Linked DNA regions of Mus musculus: all the other regions are linked to region 3. A link is a contact called in public Hi-C and HiChIP or PLAC-seq data. All regions are on one chromosome and are shown on one strand. The core of a region is the stretch at or near the end of the contact, and the rest is flanking DNA. Distances in the headings are between cores, read along the strand shown. Region 1 overlaps Zbtb44 (zinc finger and BTB domain containing 44). Region 2 has its middle 27 kb from the start of Gm29724. Region 3 holds the start of Zbtb44 (zinc finger and BTB domain containing 44).

Region 1 (4,483 bases), core at 148-2,647, 41 kb after region 3:
CTGCAATTTAATTTCTGGTTTTTTGTAGGTTTTTTGGTTTTGTTTTGTTTTTGGGTTCTTTTTTTTTTTTTTTTTTTTTTTTTTTTTCCAAGACAGGGTTTCTCTGTGTAGCCCTGGCTGTCCTGGAACTCACTTTGTAGACCAGGCTGGCCTCGAACTCAGAAATCCGCCTGCCTCTGCCTCCCAAATTCTGGGATTAAAGGCGTGCGCCACCACGCCCGGCTGAAATTTAATTTCTATCTCTGTTCTTTTTTCTTCTTGATACTGAGAATTGCACCCAGGACTTTGTATATGATGCGCACGTGCCCTGTCACTGGTCACACCCCCACCCTGAGTCCCAGTTGTTTTTTACCTGACTCATGGCTGATTGCTCCCAAGCATAGGTGGGTAGCTTTCAGAAAAACCAACTAGGAAAGTCAGTCATTTTTATTTTTTTATCATACATGATCTTTGAAAACTGTGCCTAGTAATAAAGAAATCCTAAAACTCACTAGAATCCTATTTTAGTATGGTAAATGTTCTTGGTTCTAAATTGGGTTGTTTTGTCTTGGTTTTTTTGTTTTTTGTTTTGTTTTGTTTTGTTGTTAAGAGCTAGAAAAAAGTAAAAGGAAGAAAGAAATGAGAATAAATCAGAGATGAATTGATTTGAAGAATTCTTTTTAGATTGTTTTGATTGAAAGTGTTTGAGTCTACTCTATCCTAAGAGTCGTGTGTTAGGACAGCCCTGGCAGCCTCCCTGTGAAGGACACACCTCCCTGTGGATTTTTATCCCTAGTGGCAAAGCTTGTAGCCAACCTTAGTGACAGATTTGAATATACTATGAATGCACAAATGGTTAGTTGCCTACTACCCAAACATTTTTAATAAACTTACCTAACCAGTGTTTAATATAAAATGATACAAAGGCTTTTTTCTGTTCCAATGAGACTCTACATTTTTAAGGATATTTTGTTTATGGGTCTGTTATAGGAAATACAACTGCAAGAGATAATTGTATATATAGTAATATTTAAAGTTTATTTAAAGTTGATTTAAGAGAGGAATGCCTAGATGTATACTTTTCACCAGAACATATGGAAAACATTGAAGAGATGAAAGCCAGTTACGATCCCGTCATAGAAATCACCAGGGTAACTAAACAGAGAATCATTCTTGTTTAGAATATTTAAAGGTAGCTATCTTTTGTAAGGCCAACAAGGGTACCTTTGTGATATTTAAAGGGCTTAAATTTTAGAATGCTAGATAAATTACTTTTTAAAAAACAAAGCATTTTATATAAGAAAAGCTTTGTTTTCAGTTTTTTTTTTTTTTTTCCAACTACCAAATAGATAGGATGTGCTTTAGAAGCAAAGCTCTTCCCGTGTTGTCAGGAGTCGTAGCTCCTCGTGTCAGTCTTTGCATTTCCAAACTCTAGCCTTCAGAGTGTAATGTCAGGAAATCACTAACTCAGAAACAGAAATTTGACAGTAACCTTTACTTTATGCGTTTAAATTTTTCAAGAAATGGATGTAGATAAATGTTAATATCCACTTCCCTTAATTGGCCATTTTAAACAATCCTAATTTTTATTTTCAGTTTAATTTCAAGTTTAACCACAGTTCATTATATTAATAGGTTTTATTTTGGGTTTTTGTGGAGTGTTTGTTTTTTTTTTAAGTTCACAGTTTTGCTAAGACAAAGTGTGCTAAGCTGTTTAGGTTTGACCGTTTGGAGTCCCAATAGATAAACAGGATCCGTGTTAAGATACATTCCCTTTGCTATAAAAAACAAACAAACAAACATGCTTGTGTTTGTTAAACTGTTTTACTAAGAGTGAAGTAGTCAGGGCCTCTGATTCGCTGAGTCACTGGTAACTCAGCTTCCTTCTAACTGCTGAGCCAGGCTCTCCTGTCTTATAACTCATCCCTGTTCCTTTGGAAGCTATGTTAAGTCTTTCACTCCTTTAAAAAACAAAACAAAAACCTCTTATTTTATTCTCTTAGTCTAATTACTAGAAGCCACTTTTGCAGAGCGCGTGTCCATTTTCAGATTAAGCTTTAGCCTGTTAGCTTTGGAGTCCCTGCAAGGTGCGTGACCATACAGTGCTATGCAGGTGGCTTCTCTACCAGGATCACAGAGAATGATTTCTTATGATGGCAAATGAATGCTCGGTCCTCAATTTTAACTGAAGAGATTTTGATTTGTAGATGTAATGAACAGGTGAATTGGAAACTTGCATTGTCCTGCATCACTCATCTGCCCCAAGGGCCTTCAAGCTCGGAAGTATACATCTTCGTGAAGGAGTGATTTTTGAGTTCTTAACTAGGGGTGGGGGAAGGACCTAGGAAAGCTCACATGGAGCAAACAGCCCCAAGGTAGGGGAGGAAGGTGAGTTTTCACTGCACTGCTAAGTGTTGCCATCAGATGTCTTTTTGTATTTTGATAGTAGAAACCAGAAGGCAATGGACAAAAGTGAGGGAGTGGAGAGATGGTATTGTTGTAAACACAGCCATGAGGAATATTTATAACTAAATACATGTTTTAAATGAGATCATCAAAGTTAAGATTTCTTATTTTGCTTATACTAGTATTTATCCCTCTTTCGTTTTTGACAGAATGTGGTGACATAGGATAGTTTTTATGTGAAAGTCTTCAACAAAACAAATTTACCAAAATAGCAATGGTTCAGATAAACAATGAAGTGGAATCGAGCCAGTCCTCAGGCTGGTTAAGAAGTAGGCTATAGATGTTTCACTCTGGATTATACATAAATTGAGATTTTTGCTGCAACCTAGAAACATGAATTATGTTGAACAGGGAATGATACTGTTACTACCGGGAGTTAGACTGTTATTAATGTATACTAAAGTGATGAGCGAGACGCTTTCCCGATATCATAAATGTATTTTTACAATAGAAACAATAGTTCCTGGGTTTGGAAGTAGTCACTGTAGAGTCAGACAGTGCTGCTGGAACCTTGCTTTGGCAGTGTCTGAACAGTGCTGCTGCTTTAACGGCTTCTGCAGCTTAGTAGTGCTCCCTCTGAGTGAGACCCAGGCCGGCTCCAGCAGACACAGGCTTCCTCTGTACACAACAAAAAACGTAGGAGTTCAGACCATGATTGAAAAACATTAGAATTAATGTTTTTATTAAAAATGAAAGAAAAATTAAGTTTTTAAGTGCCTAATTTATATTCTTGTTTTCTAAGTTTATTAAGCTTTGCTAAGCCTAAAAGCCCTGACTCAGTTGTGATGATTTCCTAGTAAAATCACCAAGAATCACTTGAGGAGCTAGAGTGTCATGACTTTTACTGAATTCCTTGTTTTCTTAAATGCCAGTCTGACTACACCTAGAGGTTGACAGGTCATCCTGTGAATGAGCGTTCATTACCAAAGCGCATCGCCCACCCGCTGAGGAGTCAGCCTCTAGCTGCCCCAGGAGGGGTGGTAGTGTTGGCTTCGAGATGGGGAAGCATTTTCTGCAGTTCTGTTTTCCAGAGAGACCCTTTTCTGTGATTAGTGCGCTTCCTGTGGTTTGTCATGTTAGGTAGCAGTTCCCGGGTTGACAGCTGATATGGAAGGTCTTATATATTGAGAATGCATTACAGTTGAAGGTTGCACTGCTTTTCTGCCCCCGAGAGTGAGTGGCATTGGGTATTTAGAAGTGAGGTAATAAACTTATTATTTTGTTTATACAAAATGATGGCTTCTGATGCTTATATATGAAGGTATTGCTTAAAGAAACAACAGTCTCTGGTAGGGTAAAATCTAGTTTTGACTCAAGTTCCAGTGATGTATTTAGTTTATGGATACTGGTGTCTCCTGTTGCATCAGCTAGATATTGCCTGCCTCTTTGTTAAGGCACCCTTGTGGCACCTTACGTTCAACTTGAAGGATGGTATGTGGCCTCTTTGTGCCTCTACTGTCTTTTCAAAAGCCATTTTATAAAAAATCTTAGGTATTTTAATATTTAAATATATATATATATTTGTGAAAGATACTTTTAGAACGAACTTTTTTTTTAACGTTAAAATTCCTGTATTCCCATTTTTAAGAGTAAACTAAAGATTTTCCAGGCTTAGGACTATCTTTTTTTCAGAACCATGATAAGAAAGTCAGATTGAGGTAATAAACCAGAGAGTTCGGTGATGGGGAAAGAGATGTCTGGTGAGAGGAGACTGATTTAAAGGTGAAAACAATGACTTTGATGTAACAAATTAACTTTTTAAATAAAGTGTGGTTTTGCTCCTGTGATTTCGTATTTGCTGCTATAGTAGCTCACTATTTTATAGGGCTAACATATAAATCTGGCCCCATTTAAAACTGAGGTCCTTTCTAATACAAGCAGCCTAGAAAGAGACTGCGCCACGGTCTGCCGCCGGTGGCCAGGCGTTCCTGTAGCTGATGCATGCTTTACTAGTTGCCTGCGGCTGGCAGCACGGAGGTCAGGGAAGCTTCCTCCCCTGCCAGGTAGAGCATTGTAACTCATGGGGGCTGGCATCTGG
Region 2 (4,217 bases), core at 801-3,300, 54 kb before region 3:
ATACACGAGGGCTGGAGAGATAGCTCAGTGGTTAAGAGCACTGACTGCTCTTCCAGAGGTCCTAAGTTCAATTCCCAGCAACCACATGGTGGCATCTGTAATAGGTTCTGATGCCCTCTTCTGGTGTGTCTGAAGATAGCTAAAGTGTACTCATATAAATAAAATAAATCTTTTTTAAAAGATCTTTCTCCTTAACCATGGAATCACCTCTCCAACCCTCAGCCTGCTTTTTTATCGAACCCAGGACCACCCACAATGGTCTGCACTTTCCCTCCTCAGTCACTTATTGATAAAATGCTCTACAGACTTGCCTATCCTGATCTTACAGAGGCATTTTCAACCCTCCTCTCAGATAAATGTCAAGGTGACATAAAACTAGCTAGCCAGCACAGTTATCTAATACCAAGTGGTAAATTCCAAGTGGTCAGCCTCGAAATCATACACATTCAAATAATTATATAGACTGAGAACATTGTATTCATGCATTTAAGAACAAATACACATATGTATATGTAACAACAATAAAAGAAATAGAGTCTATGAATTCGAGAAAGAACAAGTGGGTACATGGGAAGGGTCAGGAGTGGAAATGAAGGGGGAAATTTTTTATTATATTTTAATTTCAAAAGTAAGAGAGTTTTTAAAAATACAATAAAGCAGTGTGCTAGTAGTAGTAAATAAATATATATGTGTGTATGTATATATGTGTATATATATATATACATATATATATATATATATATATACATATATATATATATACATATATCCTTTGTACATGTATGTTGGGAAGGAAAACAGACTTATTTAAATATGGGCAGCCTCTGAAGAGAAAAACTAGAAAGATGGGAGATGTGGTTTGAATAAAAATGGCCCCCATAGGCCCATAGGGAGTGGCACTCTTAGAAGGTGTAGCCTTGTTGGACTAGGTATGGCTTTGTTGGAGGAGGTGGGCTTTGATGTCTCAGAACTCAAGCCTGGCCAGTGTTATGTTCACTTCCTGCCAATGCAGATATAGAACGCCCAACTCCTTCTCCAGAACTGTGTCTGCCTGTGTGTGGCCATGCTTCCCACCATGACAGCAATGGACTAAACCTCTGAACTGTAAGCCAACTCCAGTGAAATGCTTTCCTTTATAAGAGTTGCTGTAGTCACGGTGTCTCTTCACATCAATGAAACCCTAACTAAGACAGAAGATAAAAGCAGGGAAAATGTCTCACACCTGTCATTTTGCACCTTTTGGATAATAAACTATGTTACTGTAAACCTGCATTGAATGCATGTAATTATGTGTGCTTGCAACTGAGTGAGTGAGAGAGAGAGAGAGAGTTAGTTAGTTAGTTAGTTAGTTAGTTTATGGGACTATAATGTGAGGCAATAAAATAAGCGCCAGACAGCAAGGTACAGGATCTGAGCAACAAAACACATGCTGACTGTCTTGCAGAAACAGGAGAATGGTGACGGTGCCTGGCAGCAGCGGCCCCTTCCCAGTCTGTCAGGAAGAGAAGGAACTGCCATTTCTCCCTGCCAGTAGCAAGGTGAAGAACCAGGAGACAGACTCCAGGGGAAGAATAGACCTGGAGCACACATGGGAAATGGTGGACTGGAAGGTGGCGGTGGCGGAGGGGGGCGGGGGAAGCAGCCAGGAGAAGCAGCAGGATAGAGCTGAAGACTCACAAAGAGGGTAAGAGTGGTCAGAGCTTCATGAGGGCCAGAAAACAAGAAGGTAGCACTGAGCAGGACCCAGACATTTTATACAGCGCCCACTAGTGGTCCAGATCACACAGGCGATAGAACCTTTGGCCTTCCATAACTCGCAAGGATGTGGATAAGGTACTACAATGACAACCCTTCCCCAGAGCCTGATTCCATGGGGTTCTGTGGAAAGCCCTTGCTTTCCTGTCCACGGCACTCCCTCCCCCACACTGAGAAAACTCCCTTGCTTTGGCTGGCCAGGGCTCTGGTTTACATCTGGCTTTGTTCAGCAGCAGCCTCCACTTAGCCAATTTATGCTGCACAGCCCAAGTGCCAAGAAACTACACAAGAAGACAAGGCCTGGACAGGATCAGAAAGTGCCAGAAATGTTGCCACCAAGCCTCATCCACGGAGGCTGCCAGGAGAGCTTTGCAAATGGAATCAGTCTGAACGTGCTTGATGAAAACCATCTGAACGAAAGCAGCCAGGACAAACAGGAATCGTGGAGTTTCCCACCGCCCTGGGGGCCGCTCTGGCTTCCCCGGTTTCTGCTTCTATGCATCGACCTTTCCACCCCGAGGAAGACAGGTTCCTTGCTGGAAGCCTGTCCAGATCATGGTGATGAGCCCTGAGCTCACAAACCCTGCTTTCCCTCCACTTCCTCCCACATGCCTGTGCCAGTCTTCCCACTGCTATTGGGCCTTATTGCTGTGTTTAATACTGTTTGATGGAAGTAAGCATTTGGTCATAATGTGGTCCCTTCTTTCCCCTAGAATTTGAAAAGGTCAAGAGACTTCTAACCAGACATGTCCTCACTGCCCACAATGAAAGACCAAGATCCCTCTTCAACGTGGTCATAAAACTTGGGACACTTTTCTCACTATTTTCTCATAGAAGCATACCTGATGGCAAACAGATAATGTCATAGCAAAGGACACTGATTATGAGCCTCCAGTTGATGGAGAGAGATGGGGTAGAGGAGAATTAGATAGGAAAATTTGGACACCTACAGTCTAGCAAATTCCAAGGACTTAGAGCCAGATTGGATGTTGGATTGGTATGGACTTCAGAGAGGAAATTCAGAATCTCCCCCAAGAGACTCTACCTTCAGAGAAATATTGTTTCATCTGTATCCAATTTCTTCTCCCTGCCTATATTTTTACTACATAGGCTCTCTGTTTTCATTCTCAGGGCAGTTGGCCTTCTGTACCCAGAAGAGAATGGGCATTAGAACCACCGACAGGAGCCTTATCCTCCAGGAGCTCTACAGTCAGCTGGGTGTCATGAGCAAATGCCAGTGACAGTTGTGGCATCCACAGAGCTCTGGTCCAGACCCAGGGCAGTGACTGATGGCTCTGAGATTTGATAATTAGGAGCTGCCAAATGGCCCATCCAGAAACATTTAAACGGTTGGTCAAGGCCTTGCCCTGCTTCTTGGTTTCTTTGAAGGAAAACTTGGCTGTGTGTTACACTGAGCATAAACATTGTGCTGACCTTGATCCAGGAATTTAAACAGAGTCATTTAATGTAAACGCTGACAAATATCTTCTTGCTGAAGTGCTCTGTTTTCTGGATGGGTTCTCTATAAAAGTACTTTGATTTTTTTTTTTAATTGAACTAATAGTTATTGTGGTGGTTTGAATATGCTTGACCCAGGGAGTGGCACTATTAGGAGTTGTGGCCATGGAGTAGGTGTAGCTTTGTTGGATTGAGTGTGTCACTGTGAGTATGGACTTTAAGACCCTTCTCCTAGCTATCTGGAAGCCAGTCTTCTTTATTACTTTAGAACAAGATGTAGAACTCTCAACTCCTCCTGCTCCATACCTGCCTCGATGCTGCCATGCTCCCACCTTGATGATAAGGGACTGAACCTCTGAACCTGTAAGCCAGCCCCAACTAAATGTTGTTATTTAATAAGACTTGCCTTGGTCATAGTGTCTGTTCCCAGCAGTAAAACCCTCATTAAGACAGCCATCTTGGTGGCTAGAGATATGGCTCAGCGGTTAAGAGCACTGACTGCTCTTCCAGAGGTCATGAGTTCAATTCCCAGAAACCACAAGGTGGCTCACAACCATCTGTAATGGGCATTCGATGTCCTCTTCTGCTGTGTCTGAAGACAGTGACAGTGTACCCACATATATGAAATAAATATGGCCAGAGTGAGTGGGGCTGGGGAAAAAAAAAAGACAACCATCCTTAGAGAATGCGATGTTGTGTTTGGTACTTTATACACTGTGTAAGGACAGCTTAGGTTATTTAATTCACCCATCATTTCAACCATTTGTCACTTTTCTCTGACAAATGAGAACATTTAAAATCCTCTCTTATAGCTATATCGTGGTATTGTGTTTGTTTGTTTGTTTGTTATATATTTTTATTATTATATTTTAAATTAAGCATAAATATATGCACATGAATACAGGTATCCACAGAAGCTCTGGCCTGGAGCTAGAGTTACAGGAGGATGTGAGCCACCTAATACAGTTGCTGGGAATTGAACCTGGTCCTGGGAATTGATCAGT
Region 3 (4,407 bases), core at 537-3,036:
TGAGTTCTGCCTGTCCTACGAACATTAACCGCCATTTCTGTCCCTTGAGTCACAATTAGAAATGCCCAAATGAATGCTCTCTTGGCTGTCCAATTAAATAGACTAAGACACAGGCTTTATTTGTCTACTTTATTCCCACTAGATTCTTCTCCCCTTGTTTTTCCATGACATATGTTTTCAGTACACACTCTACCAAGGGCCTTTTTAGCTCAGGCGCCTCCGTAGTTAGTAAGATTCTTCAAATCTCACTGTAAAGCCAGGCCCGATTTGTTTTCTGATGTTGCTCATCACTGAAATGGAATAATAAAAACTTGATAGAATAATATTAAGAAAGTTGTAGATTAGGTTGTCAAGGATTAAATACTTTCTAACTCTTGAAAATTTGTTGGAGCATAGACTTTGATTTTGTTGACATTATTTTGAAAAATTTCATCGCTTTGGGTGCTCTGGTAGAGGGTGGTTTAAGTCAGAGGCAGCCAAGTGTCTAATGCAGCTGGGAGATCAACCTACCTTGCACAAAGAAGTCTTTCGGTTTAAAAACTGGAGGTGTAGGTACATAGCATGCCCAGCACCCAAATTGCAGCGGTCTTGACTGGTATCCTGCCCTTCTCCTCTTCTGGGGCGCAATCCCACTTGCCTCCAGGAATACCCACTCCGCCCCCAGTGCCCCCAATCGCCAGGTCTGATTCCCTGAGGTCCGAGGTAGCCACACCTTAGGGTATTTTATCCTACAGGCAGACTTTACAGCGACCGAAACTCAGACAGTAACCCTCTAGAGAAGAACAGTCAATTTTCGGTGATCCACACATTCCCTTCCCCAAGGGCGAGACTGTGTACTAGAACGGGATTCACCGTAAGGGAAGGAATAGTTCACAGTTGCTTTAGGTTTTAGAAGCCAGTCTGTGTTGGGGAAAGAAAAAAGACATGGGAGCCAATTTTTTTTTCTGGTCTGCTCAGAACTGCACTTCCTGCCATGGTAATCAGAAAAATGCTATGGCAACCTCAAAGTACGACAAGGCTGCTAGACCTGTCAAGACGCTCGGTAGTAACCCTTGCGGGGGATCGCTGATCATCGGGGAGAAAGCAGGGGAGCTCGCCAGATTCTCAGAGGCCCTCGTGGCCACGCCCTAATAGGCCTCAGTTTCCACGTGTGAAAAATGGCCACACCACCCAGATTCCTTTCCCGACCGGGAAATGCTGGAGTGCTTTGCTGCTACAGAAACCACCCGGGGAAGAGAGTTTCTTTCGGTTTTTAGCTCCAAGAAAAGCAAATCATCCTAACGCTGGCTTCCTTCGGCGCAGGACCAGACCACAGCTACGGGACGACAACCCGACAGGCCTCATGGCGCTTATGCATACGAAGCTCACAGACAAGTGCACACAGACTGGGTCAAGGCCCGCTGTGCTTCAGCGTCTGGCTTGCACCACCGGCGAAGGACAGCTCGCACTACGCTTGCGCAATAGCCGCGCACCGCCTCCAGCGCGGCCCCGCCCCTCCCTCTCCCTAGGCCGGGCCGGCCGGCCGCGCGGAGCATTGTGGGACACAAACAAAGTGCCCCCAAACAGGCTGGAGTGAAACGAGCGGCTACGGCGGCGCCCGCCCGCCCGCACGCCCGCACGCGCGCTGCGGCGGCTCCCTCCCAGCCTCCCGTCCTCTCCCCTCAGTCCCTTTCCCCTTCCCCACCCCGCCCCGCCGCGGCCAGCGCGAGCGAGCCTTCGGCCGCCCTCGACCAACCGCCCCCAACGGCCGTCCGTGCGCAGCGGGCTGGGCCCCTCGCTCCTCCCCTCAGGCCCACGGGCGCCCGGCGCTCTCCTCGCGCCTCGCACTCTCGCACCTCGCGGCCACGCGGGTGAGTGGCGCCGCCATGCGCGCCCAGTCCCAGGCTGCACACTGGCCTAGGAGCGGCGGCCCGAGATAGGGTCCCCTGAGCCTCCCGGGGGAGGAGAGGAGCCAGTCGCGCGCTCCGCCCCCTCCCCCCGGGTTGCCGCCACCGCCGCTGCCTCCGCCACCGCCACAGCCACCGCCACCTCGCCGCCCCAGCCTGGCGGGGAAGAGGAGGAGCAGTTGCAGGCCTCCGGGCCTCGGCACCGCCGCCCGCAGGTAACGGGAGGGGAGGGCCAGTGGGGAGACGGCGGGCCGGCCTGGGGACTGACACCACTTGTCACCCACCTGGACGCGGGAGGGAGAGGAAACCTGGTTTGTCACCCTGATTCGTGCTGGGAGGCACCCACAGGGTCCCCCTCATTGGCGATTAATCCTTAGAGGGGGACTGGCCTTGGTCCCAGCGGACCTGAAGCCGTCACCCAGATCTTCCAGGGGAGCCTATCGGCCAGAAAATCCGCCCAATAACAAATGCTGTGCTGCCGGGCCATTTATTACCCGCTCACCTGGTCTACGCGCGAGCCCTAGACTTGTTTATTCCTTCCTCTCCCAGGCTGCCCTACTCGCCCGCGTCGGAACGGCACTTTTCTTAAAAAGAAATAGAGAATGCAAACACTTCTAACCCCCTCCCACCTACCTGAGGATCACTCTGTAGCTGGTCTTTTTACTGTCGGCCTAACAAAAAGCTAGGGGTTACCTGCAAGTGAAATGACAACTAAGTTACAACTGATTAAAGGAAATCGCATCAGTTTGGTTTTTGTAAACCTTAACCAGAATCTATTGAAAACCGCGATGTTTACGTACTTTCACGGAACTTACAGAAATTAAGACCAAAACTACTTTTTTAAGCATATAAGCATACTAATCTGTTGAATGTGTGTTTTCAGAAAAATTCTCAACTTCCGCTTATTAGCATTTTTTTGCAGAGATAAGTTAATACCCAAAGCGAACTATACCATATAATAGACAACAGAGGCTGGATAAAGATTTGATATTTCCTTTTGCCTTTTTGGTAATTCTTGATTTAAAAAGTACTACATAGATCTTGATTTTTTTGTTCCTATTTACTTTGATTTCCAGTTGATTTATAATATTCGTTTATGTCTTTGTAGTTCTCCCCATGGAATATAAAAAGGAGTGTTTTCTTAATCCATTTGTATTTTGTGATGATTTGTATTTATTAATTACAAAAACCAGGTTTACTTACTTTGTGCAACAATGCTTTGCTTTGTTAGAGCTATAGTCTTATTCTTAGAACCTGGTGATATAGTTACTTTTGAGTTTTATAGAATTGACAGAAACTTAGTAATATTAATTGTAACTTGCCCCAGGTTGCCCAATTGACAATTGAACCCAGAGACATTCCTGGGTAAGATGGCTTTTTCCGCTGTACTTCTCAGTAGTAATATAAATTTCTTTTATGGCCTGGAAGTTTTCAGTTTCACAGAAGTTGTCAGGGAAAATGCAGTGAACATAGATACCAGACTGGTGGTCAACCTTTTTCTCTGCATTGTTGCCAGTTTTTCTTGTGGTTGCTACTGTTGCTGTTGTTGAGACAGTCTGCCTCTTCCTCCTAAGTGCTGGTTGGGATTAGATTTTTTTTCCCCCACCATGTTTGATTTTGTTTGTTTGTTGTTTTGTTTTTTGAAACAGGATTTCTGTGTGTAGCCCTGGCTGGCCTGGAACTCACTCTGTAGACTGCCTAGCCTTAAACTCAAGTGATCACAACGCCTGCCTCTGCCTCCCAAACACTAGGCTTGCAATGTGGCCACCACCACCAGGCTCCATGTTTGATTCTTTTATTTCCTAAAAATACCAAGTCAAATTAACAATGTCCATTAAAATATGTGTATTCAGATTTACTCTGTTGTTCCTAAGTGTTTCCACAGCTGTAGTCAATCAAGGTTATAGTGTTGCATGTGGTGATTGCATATACTTAGTCATACCTTTTGTTAAAAAGGGTGGTACCCAGACCACTTTTCCATTTTCTGGGCACTTAACTGACCAATTGTTCTGTAGAATCTGGCTACATATTTGAACTTTGACCTTGTCTTTGAGTGTCAATTCACTTACTGTTCTTGTTAAGTAAAAGTTTGGTTCTAGACCTGTCCAACTGCTGGTCCATGGTTGTATCCAAAGGCAAGGATATCTGTGAATACATCCCAACACAAAGTTATAAACTGAAAATACTAGTTTGTGTGTGTGTGTGTGTGCACGCGCGCTTATAACTTCATGAATTGCACGATTTCTTTGAAAACTTTGTAGATAATGGTGATAGCATCTTGTCAAAAGATTGGGCATCCCTGGAACAAAGATTTCATTTGTTTAAGGGAAACCTTACTTGGCAAGAGTATTTAAATGGATGATACCCTGTATCTCATAATTGTATATATTAGGAGGTTTATAGTGTTGGGACACCACACAGTTGGTAATGTTAAATGTGACTGCGTGGTTAAAGTGGTAACTACAAGGTCTTTTATGAAGGTGTTGTTTGAGAGTTTGATTATATGTGGTCTTACAGTACT

Evidence for each region. A called contact is a pair of places that touch in the nucleus more often than the background predicts. HiChIP or PLAC-seq counts read pairs in DNA pulled down with a chosen protein or histone mark.
Region 1: a contact with region 3 is called in a Hi-C map of the G1E-ER4 cell line, with 2.4 times the contacts expected there. The contact joins the enhancer-like site here to the promoter of Zbtb44 in region 3. A contact is called at or near these places in 15 of 39 promoter capture datasets (the 3T3-L1 cell line, 3T3-L1-derived adipocytes, the C10 cell line and 10 more), 22 of 484 Hi-C or Micro-C datasets (the C3H10T1/2 cell line, the G1E-ER4 cell line, the HL-1 cell line and 9 more), 12 of 115 datasets of contacts at active chromatin or transcription factors (the SCID.adh cell line, double positive thymocytes, embryonic stem cells and 3 more) and 4 of 9 other capture datasets (adipose tissue, embryonic stem cells, liver and 1 more).
Region 2: an H3K27ac HiChIP or PLAC-seq map of embryonic stem cells shows a contact between it and region 3, with 17 read pairs. The contact joins the enhancer-like site here to the promoter of Zbtb44 in region 3. A contact is called at or near these places in 5 of 484 Hi-C or Micro-C datasets (the HL-1 cell line, muscle stem cells, palatal mesenchyme and 1 more), 6 of 115 datasets of contacts at active chromatin or transcription factors (embryonic limb bud and embryonic stem cells) and 2 of 9 other capture datasets (adipose tissue and pancreatic islet).

The regions. Positions count from the first base shown.
Region 1 is chr9:31,070,599-31,075,081 of GRCm38.p6, forward strand. Zbtb44 (zinc finger and BTB domain containing 44) reads left to right here. Exons shown (of 6, transcript NM_001115130.1): 6 at 1-4,483. Among named protein-coding and RNA genes, the nearest start is that of Gm17508, 9.7 kb to the right of the region's middle. Within about 2 kb of position 1,398, at least 8 of the 459 cell types and tissues checked have an H3K27ac peak or open chromatin away from gene starts, as enhancers often do. A contact at or near this core is called in the G1E-ER4 cell line, where this site is marked.
Region 2 is chr9:30,974,816-30,979,032 of GRCm38.p6, forward strand. No RefSeq gene overlaps it. Among named protein-coding and RNA genes, the nearest start is that of Gm29724, 27 kb to the right of the region's middle. Within about 2 kb of position 2,051, at least 34 of the 459 cell types and tissues checked have an H3K27ac peak or open chromatin away from gene starts, as enhancers often do. A contact at or near this core is called in embryonic limb bud, embryonic stem cells and uterus, where this site is marked.
Region 3 is chr9:31,028,858-31,033,264 of GRCm38.p6, forward strand. It overlaps Zbtb44 (zinc finger and BTB domain containing 44), which reads left to right and starts at 1,787. Exons shown (of 6, transcript NM_001115130.1): 1 at 1,787-2,101.